Regions from separate parts of the Mus musculus genome. Here region 2 is linked to region 1. The links are chromatin contacts, called in public promoter capture Hi-C maps. All regions are on one chromosome and are shown on one strand. The core of a region is the stretch at or near the end of the contact, and the rest is flanking DNA. Distances in the headings are between cores, read along the strand shown.

The links. Capture Hi-C pulls out chosen DNA fragments and counts their contacts.
Region 2: a promoter capture Hi-C map of liver shows a contact between it and region 1, with 3 times the contacts expected there. The contact joins the promoter of Mon2 here to the promoter of Gns in region 1. A contact is called at or near these places in 1 of 39 promoter capture datasets (pre-B cells), 1 of 115 datasets of contacts at active chromatin or transcription factors (fibro-adipogenic progenitors) and 2 of 9 other capture datasets (adipose tissue and liver).

Annotation. Positions count from the first base shown.
Region 1 is chr10:121,362,099-121,366,566 of GRCm38.p6, forward strand. Gns (glucosamine (N-acetyl)-6-sulfatase) reads left to right here and starts at 2,992. Exons shown (of 14, transcript NM_029364.4): 1 at 2,992-3,260. The coding sequence starts at 3,093. It overlaps Gm51786 (a long non-coding RNA gene), which reads left to right. Exons shown (of 3, transcript XR_003948972.1): 3 at 836-1,169.
Region 2 is chr10:123,073,983-123,078,668 of GRCm38.p6, forward strand. Mon2 (MON2 homolog, regulator of endosome to Golgi trafficking) reads right to left here and starts at 2,523. Exons shown (of 36, transcript NM_001163024.1): 1 at 1,870-2,523. The coding sequence starts at 1,980.

The DNA of each region.
Region 1 (4,468 bases), core at 1,742-4,241:
TGGGGATTTATATGTATACATCTCTGTGTGAGGGTGCGCATACATGCGTGGGTTCCCAAAGAGTCTAGGAGGCCATGCCAGAATCCCTGGAGTGGAATCAGAGGCTGCTCTTCTAGAGATCCTGAGTTCATATCTCAGCAACCACAAGGTAGCTCACAACCATCTGTAATGGGACCAAATGCCCTCTTCTGGTGTGCATGAAGTCAGGGTACTCATATACATAAAATAAATAAATAAATAAATCTTAGAAAGAAAAGTAAGAAATACTTTACGGGTTTTTTTTCATTGACTTTTTAAAAATATTTTTATTAGCTATTTTCCTCATTTACATTACTTTACGTTTTTTAAATTAGTATCACTTAAACTATATATGGATAATCTGACCAAATCTCATAGAGAGGCAGTGTATCGGAGAGGTTGCTGAAAAAGGAACAAACTTCCCAGGGGTCACCTCTGAGCAGCACTAGGCCCATAGCATAATTTTCAGCATGGCTAACTCTACAATTTATGATAACTCTGACGTGAGCTACAGTCAAACCCGCATGTGCAAAGCGGTATTGCTAAAGTAGAGGGCAGAACATTGTAGCAGCCCAGGAGACTTGCATTGTGTCTGGTGTCTGCTGGTTTTCTTGGAGTCCTTTGGAGTCTTTGTAACAGGTAAACATGTTTCTCTTGCTGCTTCCCTCCCTATGTCTTTCAACATATTTTTTTTTTACTATGATGCATCTATTTATGGGCCCTTAATTAACTAGTTAATTAATTTGCCAATCTGGCTTAAAACTAGCTTAGTAGCTGAAAACCTTATGCTTCAGGCGCTCCTATCTCGGCCTCCTAGGTGCTGGGATTACAGCTGGATCGAATGTGTTGCTCCCAGGCTCGATTTATGCAATCCTTGGACTTGAACATAGAGCTCCTGTCAGGCTAAGTAAGCACCCTCCCCCATTGAACTACGTCCTTATGGCCATCTGAGGAGCTGCCTGAATGATTTCCTTCTGTACGGCTACAACCGCAACCATAACGCTGAACAGGGTATTGAGAGCGAACATTCTTGTTACCATCCTCGAAAGCTAACATTTATGTAGCCTTTTACAGTGAAGTAGGTGGCTAGCTGTAAGTTTTTATGACTCTTTTTCTTTTCTTTTCTTTTTTTTAAATTTTTTTTTCGAGACAGGGTCTCTCTGTGTAGCCCTGGCTGTTCTTGAACTCACTCTGTAGCCCAGGCTGGCCTCAAACTCAGAAATCCTCCTGTCTCTGCCTCCCAAGTGCTGGGATTAAAGGCGTGCGCCACCACTGCCCAGCGAGACTCTTTTTCTTTAGACAGGTTCTTATAGCCTAAGCCCAGGTTAGCCTCAAACGTATAATCCTCTTTCTCCCAGTGTCCTAAGAGCTGGAATTGCGAGTATTTGCCATCATGGCTAGGGGAAAACTGTCTCTGATTTTTCTGCACGAGGCTGAGTTCCTTGGATCTTATTTTCTCAAAATTTAGACGTTTTGAAGCTATTATTTCATTTAAAAAATTATTTCTTCTTTTTCTAACTCCAGTCCTGTGAGTGGTGGACTACATTGTCGTGTCTCATAGGTCACAGAGATCCTATACATTTTTATTGTATATTATATTAATTGTACAATACTGTATGTTATTATAAACTATCTGCTTTATTTTTAGATGTAAAATAAAAAAAAGAAAAATACTTTTCGAAGGTTCTGTGTCCAGTTGTCTGACAGATGTCTCAGTGGTTAAGAGCACATGGTACTCTTGCAGAGGACCCATGTCAACTCCCAGGAACCCTCGTGGTGCCTCACAACCATTTGTAACTCCAGTCCCAAGGGTCAGACGCTCTCGTTGACTTCCCCAGGAACTAGGCAAGCATAGTACACATACATGCATGCAGACAGACACTCATGCACATAAATCTTTTAAAAAGAAATCGCAAAGGTGTGAGTCCAACACACAATCAACTGGCAAATGGCTGTACCTTCTTTTGTTCTGCATAGAACAGTGCTCACTTGGTATATCGTGCATTGACCTCGCAGGAATCCCTAACAGCAACTTAACTTTTTAGCTAACTTAAAATATTTTTTGAGGTTTCATTCAACAAAGGATGTGTTGCTACTGGTCGTGCACTTCTTTTCTTTTTTAAGATTTATTTATTTATTTATTTATTTATTTATTATAAGTACACTGTAGCTGTCCTCAGACACAGCAGAAGAGGGCATCGGATGTCATTACAGATGGTTGTGAGCCACCATGTGGTTGCTGGGATTTGAACTCAGGACCTCTGGAAGAGCAGCAGTTAGTACTCGTAACCACTGAGCCATGCACTTCTAAGTTTCCAAGAAGGCTTGCAAAAACTCACCAAGTAGGACTGGCCAAGATGCCAAGGCACCTGCCGCCAAGCCTGAGGGCCTGAGTTAGATCCCCTGCACTCACTCCACAGAAAGAAAGCACTGACGCCCGCAAGATGCCCTCCGACCTCCACACACGTGCCGCGGAAGGTGCGTGAGCACGCAAAACCCACAAAAATAAATGTAAATTAAAGTGTGATTAAAACTTGAAACGTTGACCAGAGCTCCTAGCGTCGTAAAGACGTTCCTAAATTGTTTGAAAGTACATGCCAGCCGAGGAAAGTGGAATAACAACAGCTGAGCCAAATGAGAACTTCACCTCGACAGGTGAAAAGTCAAAGGACACAGGCAGAGCTGTCCATTAACCCCAGGACTGGCCGGGACTTTAACCAGCAGCTGATCTTGTGTTCACAGCACGTGCGCTGCTTCACTCTGGAGGGAAGATGAGCGGACTGACTCCTGTCTTCATCTCCGGTGCTCTGTCCTTCCTCCTGCAGCATCAGGAGCAGGCCTAACCAGTGGCGAGGCCAGGCTCCGCGCGGTCCTAGCTCTGTCCAGCCCTGCCCAGCGCCCGGGCTCTCCGCCGCTCCCCAGGCCCCGCCCACGGCCGCCCGTCACGTGACGACGCGCCCCGCCCCCTGCCCCGCCTCACGTGATCTCGCCTAGGGAGAGAAAGCCTGACCCCGTCTCCTGCGCTCACCGGCGTCTCTCCGCAGCTCTCGGTTCCCCCGCGGAGCTTGGCCGCCATGCGGCTCCCTTCGGCAGCCGGGCCCCGGCCGGGCCGTCCCCGCCGCCTGCCGGCGCTGCTGCTGCTGCCGCTGCTGGGAGGCTGCCTGGGGCTCGTGGGGGCGGCTCGCAGGCCCAACGTGCTGCTGCTGCTCACCGACGACCAGGACGCGGAGCTCGGCGGCATGGTAACTCGTGTCCACGCCCTCCCCTTGCCCCTTTGCTGGGCCGCTTGGCCGTGGGTGGCTGTGCGCGGTCACTCCGGGCCCTCCGGGAGCTTGGACGAGTCATGGGACCCGGCTTCCTCCCCCGAGCTCACCCACAGGCTCGCACCGTGCGCACGGTGCCTCCAGCCTGGACCTTACTGCTGCAGTGGACACTCGCCGCTCAGGGCAAACCTGTGGAGGCCAGTGATTGATTAGGGAGATCCGAGGCCACGTCAGCCCTCTTCACGGAGGACCTGGGACGTCGGCATCCGTGCTTCTGTGGTGGCTATAAAAGTGGGTTTGTAGGCTGTCGAGCTGTTATTGACAGAGAGTGTTTTTGCTTAAGAAGCATCAAAACCAAAATCAATTGGCCTAATCGAACAGTTGGCTGAGGCATTACTGTCAGGGCTCCAATTTAGGTCTAATGGGTGTTAGTCATGAAGACTGCATTTCCTTCCCAGTCACTTCTGCTCTTTCGAGGTTCCGGAATTTGACCTTTGGGAACATGAACGCCAATCTCCATCCATTGGTGCTCTAGGGATTTGCCCAAAGCACTGAGCGGGAGGAGGCAGATTAGGACCAACCCTCCAATGGTATTCCGTCCTGGGTCAGCATTGCTCTCACTAAAAAGGAAAAAGAAACAAGTCGAGACTCTCTCCCTCTTTCGGTTCTCCTTCTGCTTTCAGCTGATTGCGGTAGCTGTGAAACCTCTAAGCAGGAGGGTCCTACTTTTTCCTGTGTGGTCATTAACCCTGGCTCAATGTCCTTCAAGTTGCTGGTCCCAGCTGATCAGTGAGTTGTGAAATGAGTCTAGTGAGCCAACATTTTGGTTTTCCACGTGTCACATGTGATAATGGTTAGCAGAGCCTGTGTATTTCTGGGCTGGGCAGTAACACTTTGCCTTCCGCGAACTGTCTTTTTCTAGATGGTGTTCTGTTACCAATCCCCTTGGCCCTTCTCTATATCTACATAGATCCCATTCATCGCCTTGTTGCTGTTGTGGTATCCCCTGAGCCATAAGGATGTTGAATCTCTTCTCCCCTCCCACCCTGCTGGAGGGCCTGCTAAGCCAGTTCTCTCTCAGAGCGAGCCCCCACCCCCTGTACCAAAAGTCTTGACTTAATTCCCTCTTAGGTTTTATTATCCCTCCCTCCAACAGTTCCCATAGCTCTCTTCTCTTTCTTTCTCTT
Region 2 (4,686 bases), core at 1,273-3,772, 1.7 Mb after region 1:
CTAGGCAGTGATCTAGGAGAAACTAAGGAGCTGCCATGAGAGCTCCAGGACTAGGAATGTGGTGAGTTCTAGAACTTTGTAACTTACCTGCTGGAAGAGTGGTTTTTCCCAATAAAAATACCACAGACGATATCAATTAAATTCCAAGGTTAAAGCACAGAAGCCAATAGCACAGAGGAGCCACAGCTCTTAACATGATTCACTAGGACTGGGAACAGCCACAGCTCTATAAATTACTGCTGAAATGACAGTAGGATTTGATGTTTTCTTTTTTCTTTTTTTTTTTCCTTTTTTTTTTTCTTTTTTTTTTTTTTCTTTTTTTTTTTTTTTTTGTTTGTTTTTCGAGACAGGGTTTCTCTGTGTAGCCCTGGCTGTCCTGGAACTCACTTTGTAGACCAGACTGGCGTTGAACTCAGAAATCCACCTGCCTCTGCCTCCCAAGTGCTGGGACTAAAGGTAACTGGAACAAACAGGTAAAAGCAAGGCACTCATGGAAAATTTCAAGATTCCTGACAAGTCTGCATTCTAAACTTTACTAGTCAAGTTCTAATTATAAAACTTCTTACAGTATTCATAAAGATAGTTGTAAGTAGAAAAATATGAACTCACTCTGTAACATTTAATAGCAAGTAGTATGATAAAATTTCAGGTATACTAAGTAAGCTATATTAACTAGGAAATAAAATTAACTATTTTTACATATCTTTGAACTACACTATTTTTAAAGTTTTTTTTTAGATGTATTCATTTTTGTTATATTTGTATGGGTGTTTTGCTTGTAGGTATGCCTGCACACCACATGTGTGCCTGGTGTCTTTGGAGACCAGAAGAAAGAGGTCAGATCCCTTGAAACTGGAATTACACAAGATTGTGAGCCACCATGTAGGTGCTGGGAATTGAACAAGGGACTTCTGGAAGAGCAGCAAGTGCTCTTAACTGCCGAGCCTGACCCCTGAACTACAATAGTTTAAAAATGTGAAAGGGCAGTTTTTAAAATATTTCAACAAAAATGGAATCTTAAAAGAAAAAAGTCAGGCATTAGTGACTAAACTCAATTTTTCAATTCAATATCTGGAAAATTTTATTAGCATACATTGAGCTCCCTGATACTCGTCCTGTGAGCCCCAGTCATCATCACCATCACCACCATCGGTTTTGGAAACAAGGTCTCTTTATGTACCCTGGTTGTCCTGGTGTCCACTCTCTAACTCACAGAGATCCACTCGCATCTGAGTATTGGAGCTAAAAGTTTGGCTACCACACCCGGTCTCCTATACTGGTACCACAATTTTCAGCTATTCTACAGCTGAAAAACAACAACAACAACAACAACAACAACAACAAATTATGCACCCAAGAGGCTATATATACTCAGATATATTTGTTTTGCAAAGCATCCTACTAGAATACTGCTTGTGCAGGGCTTAACATGGTTATCGTAGGCCTTGACCATTTGCTGTAATTTGGGGCTCTAGTTTATCACGACGATTAGATTTTTAGGTGGGCTGAATAACACAGACAAGAAGGAAATGTTCCCACACACTATGCCCACCTAAGTATGGAGAACGGATTCCGCTACAGCGGTGGATACTCATTCTTAGGAGCAATATACCTGACTCGAGTGTCACCAAACCGGCTCACTCATGGAACTTCGCTCCGAAATAAACATAACAAGAGAATGGAAGAAATCAAATCTCCTTGGAACTCTCAAAAGAATTCTACGAACAGCCTTTGCTGGGCAATCACCAAACTTAACTGGCGGAATGAAAATTAGTATAGGTGTTGGGGAATCGAGGAAAGCGGTCTACGAGGACCAGGGAGCGCTCGTGACGTTCCCCCCCCCCGCCCCTGACGTCGCCTGGGACCTACCTCCTTGACAGGTGGGAACTTCTTCTTGCATTCTAGTGACAAGGCCCGCAGGTCGCTCTGCATATTCTCCAGCAGCTTCTTCACAGCCTCGGGGCTGTTGGTGCAGGACATGGTCCCTCCAGGTCACCGCCGATCTGGGACCAGCACTACCAAGCAGGCACTGTCAGCAGCTTGCGCGGCCCGCAGCCAGCCGGCGGCTCCTCAGTCTTCCTTAGCCGGGGCCCAGGGCTCGGCGGGCGGGCGGGCGGGCGGGCGCACGGCCGGAGCCGGGCTGCGTCTCCCGAGGCGTGCCCGAGTTCCCCCCGGGCCGCCCCGCACCGCCGCCGGCCGCTCGCCGAAACCTGCCCGCAGCGGTGCAGCCCCACCAGGCTCCACCGGCGCCGGCTCAGGAGCCCACCAGACGGGCAGGTCCCTCCCGCTGCCGCGGGGCCTGGCCACGGCGGGCGTCACCGGCCGAGCTGGCCACAAGCTTCAGCGATGCCCGCCCCGGGTGCCCAGACCCGCCGACGCCATTAGCCCAGTCGCCCACAATTCCGAGCGCGGCCCGGACACGTCAGCCGCACTTCCGGACTCCGGGCCCCGCCCCCGCCCGGGCCAATCCGGAGGCGAGTCTCTGGAGGGGCGGGGCCGAGCGAGAAGCCCAGAACGAGCTCCAGCTGGGCAGTGCGGACCCCGCCCCCGCCGTCGACGCAGGTGGCCGGCACAGCTGCGCAGGCGCGTCCTGTTTTTTTTGGCTGGCTGGTAACCTGGGGATGATCGGAGGTGTCTCCCTACGTCTGTTTGTGATCCATTCTCTTCTGCTATAAATATTTGCTTTTTTTAAAAAATGAATTTGTCTTGTCCGTCACTTCTGCCTCCTTGATCCCCACCCCCCTGACTTAAAACACAAATCAGCGTCTTGCTCCTACCTCCCCGGCCTGGGGAACCTAAACGACAATCCTGCGGAGTTATCCAAATCGACTGACTTTGGTTTATTTAACTGCGGAGTCGTCCCTGATTTTCCTTATCTGTTAACAAGACTCCTCCTGCTCCCCGCCCCCTCCCCGCCTTCCACCGACAGATCCCTTTTATGTTTTTATTTTGCTTTGTTTTTGTTATCTCCCCGCCCCACCCACCCACCTCCCTGACTGTATACCTAGAACATACTAGGTAATTGACGCTCAAATAAGGAACCAATTCATTAGATCAGAAGTGCCAAATAAATGTAAGGCAAAAACTAACGTGAGCTTTTTCGATGTTCCAGGTGAGTCTATTTTTGCCCAAGACATTTCTCTGTTGTAATAAGCAGGAAGCAGAAATAATTTCAGCGTATTGTTCGGATGAGCAAAGCCAGCCTGTGTGGATTGAAGTTGGAAGAGGAGGAAGCTATGTCTGTGTTAAGCTATGTCTGTGAGACTGATTGGAACGTCTTGATTATGGGAAGATGGAATGTTGCAAGTCTAGAATCTAACTATCTTGGTTATCTTTTGCCCCCAGGTATCCACTTACTGTCATCTCTGTGTTTGACCTAACACCCTTGTCTTTTTTTTTTTTTTTTTTTTTTTTTTTTTTTTTTTTTGGAATGTGCCATCAGATTCCTAACTTCCAATGACTCAAAGGCGATCACTATCAGATAGTCCCTGAGGGGCGTGACAGAAAGTTTCCAGTTTTGCTGTAACTCACCTACCTGATGTTCTCAACCTCTGAGTGGAACTACCCTTTCACAGGGGTGGGTGGCCTAAGACCGTCAGATATTTATGCTATTGTTCATAACAGTAGCAAGATTACAGTTACGAAGTAGTATTGAAGATAATTTTCTGGTTGGGAGTCAGCACAACATGAGGAACTGTGTTAAATGGTGGCAGCGTTAGGAAGGCTGAGAACCCCTGCTCTAATGCATTTGTCAAATGCCTTAAGGGAGTCTTTGCTTTGTTATAAAAACTTTATGAAAATGCTACTGTGTTGGATGGTGGTGTTTGGGGGCAACCTGAATCTGTCTTCCTGAGCCTTGGTCCTTCATGTTGGGCTACAGAACAGATTAGGTCTTACTTTCTTTGAGTTGGGAGCTGTATTTTGAAGTTTTCTGAAATGATCTAATAACTGGGCTACTAACACAGATTCTAACACAATGTTTTGGGTTTATTATAGATAGCTTTGGCACAACTTACTGAAAATAATTTTCTTTCATCTTTGACACCTTTGTAGAGTTGAGGAATTCAAGTTGAAATTTTGTTTTGCTTTTGTTGTTGTTGTTGTTTTGTTTTGTTTTCTTTGAGACAGGGTCTCACTGTGTAGCTCTGGATGTCCTAAAACTCACTAGGTAGACCAGGCCAGCCTCAGACTCACAGAGCTCTGCCTGCCTCTGCCTCTGCCTCTCTGCCTCTGCCTTTGCCTCTGCCTCCTCTGCCTCTGCCTCTGCCTCTGCCTCTGCCTCTGCCTCTGCCTCTGCCTCTGCCTCTGCCTCTGCCTCTGCCTCTGCCTCTGCCTCTGCCTCTGCCTCTGCCTCTGCCTCTGCCTCTGCCTCTGCCTCTGCCTCTCCAGAGCTGAGAGGAAAGACGTGTGCTTCAAAGTGATGTTAGAAAATAAAGGCTCAAAAAAATAAAAAATAAAAAAAATAAGGGCTCATTACAGGTCATCACTCACACAGTTCTTCTGTGGTGTCCAAACATAATAATCAGTGAAATTCTTTTTTTCTTGATGTTCCCTCTTCACATTGAAAAATGGGAAGTCAGCCTGTTCTCCTGGTACCTTTTAAGAATATTTTGATTAGTTTACTTATTTTTGTCAGCTTCGTATGTGTGTATAGTAGGTTGTAATAACTCCCATCTTCATTACTAT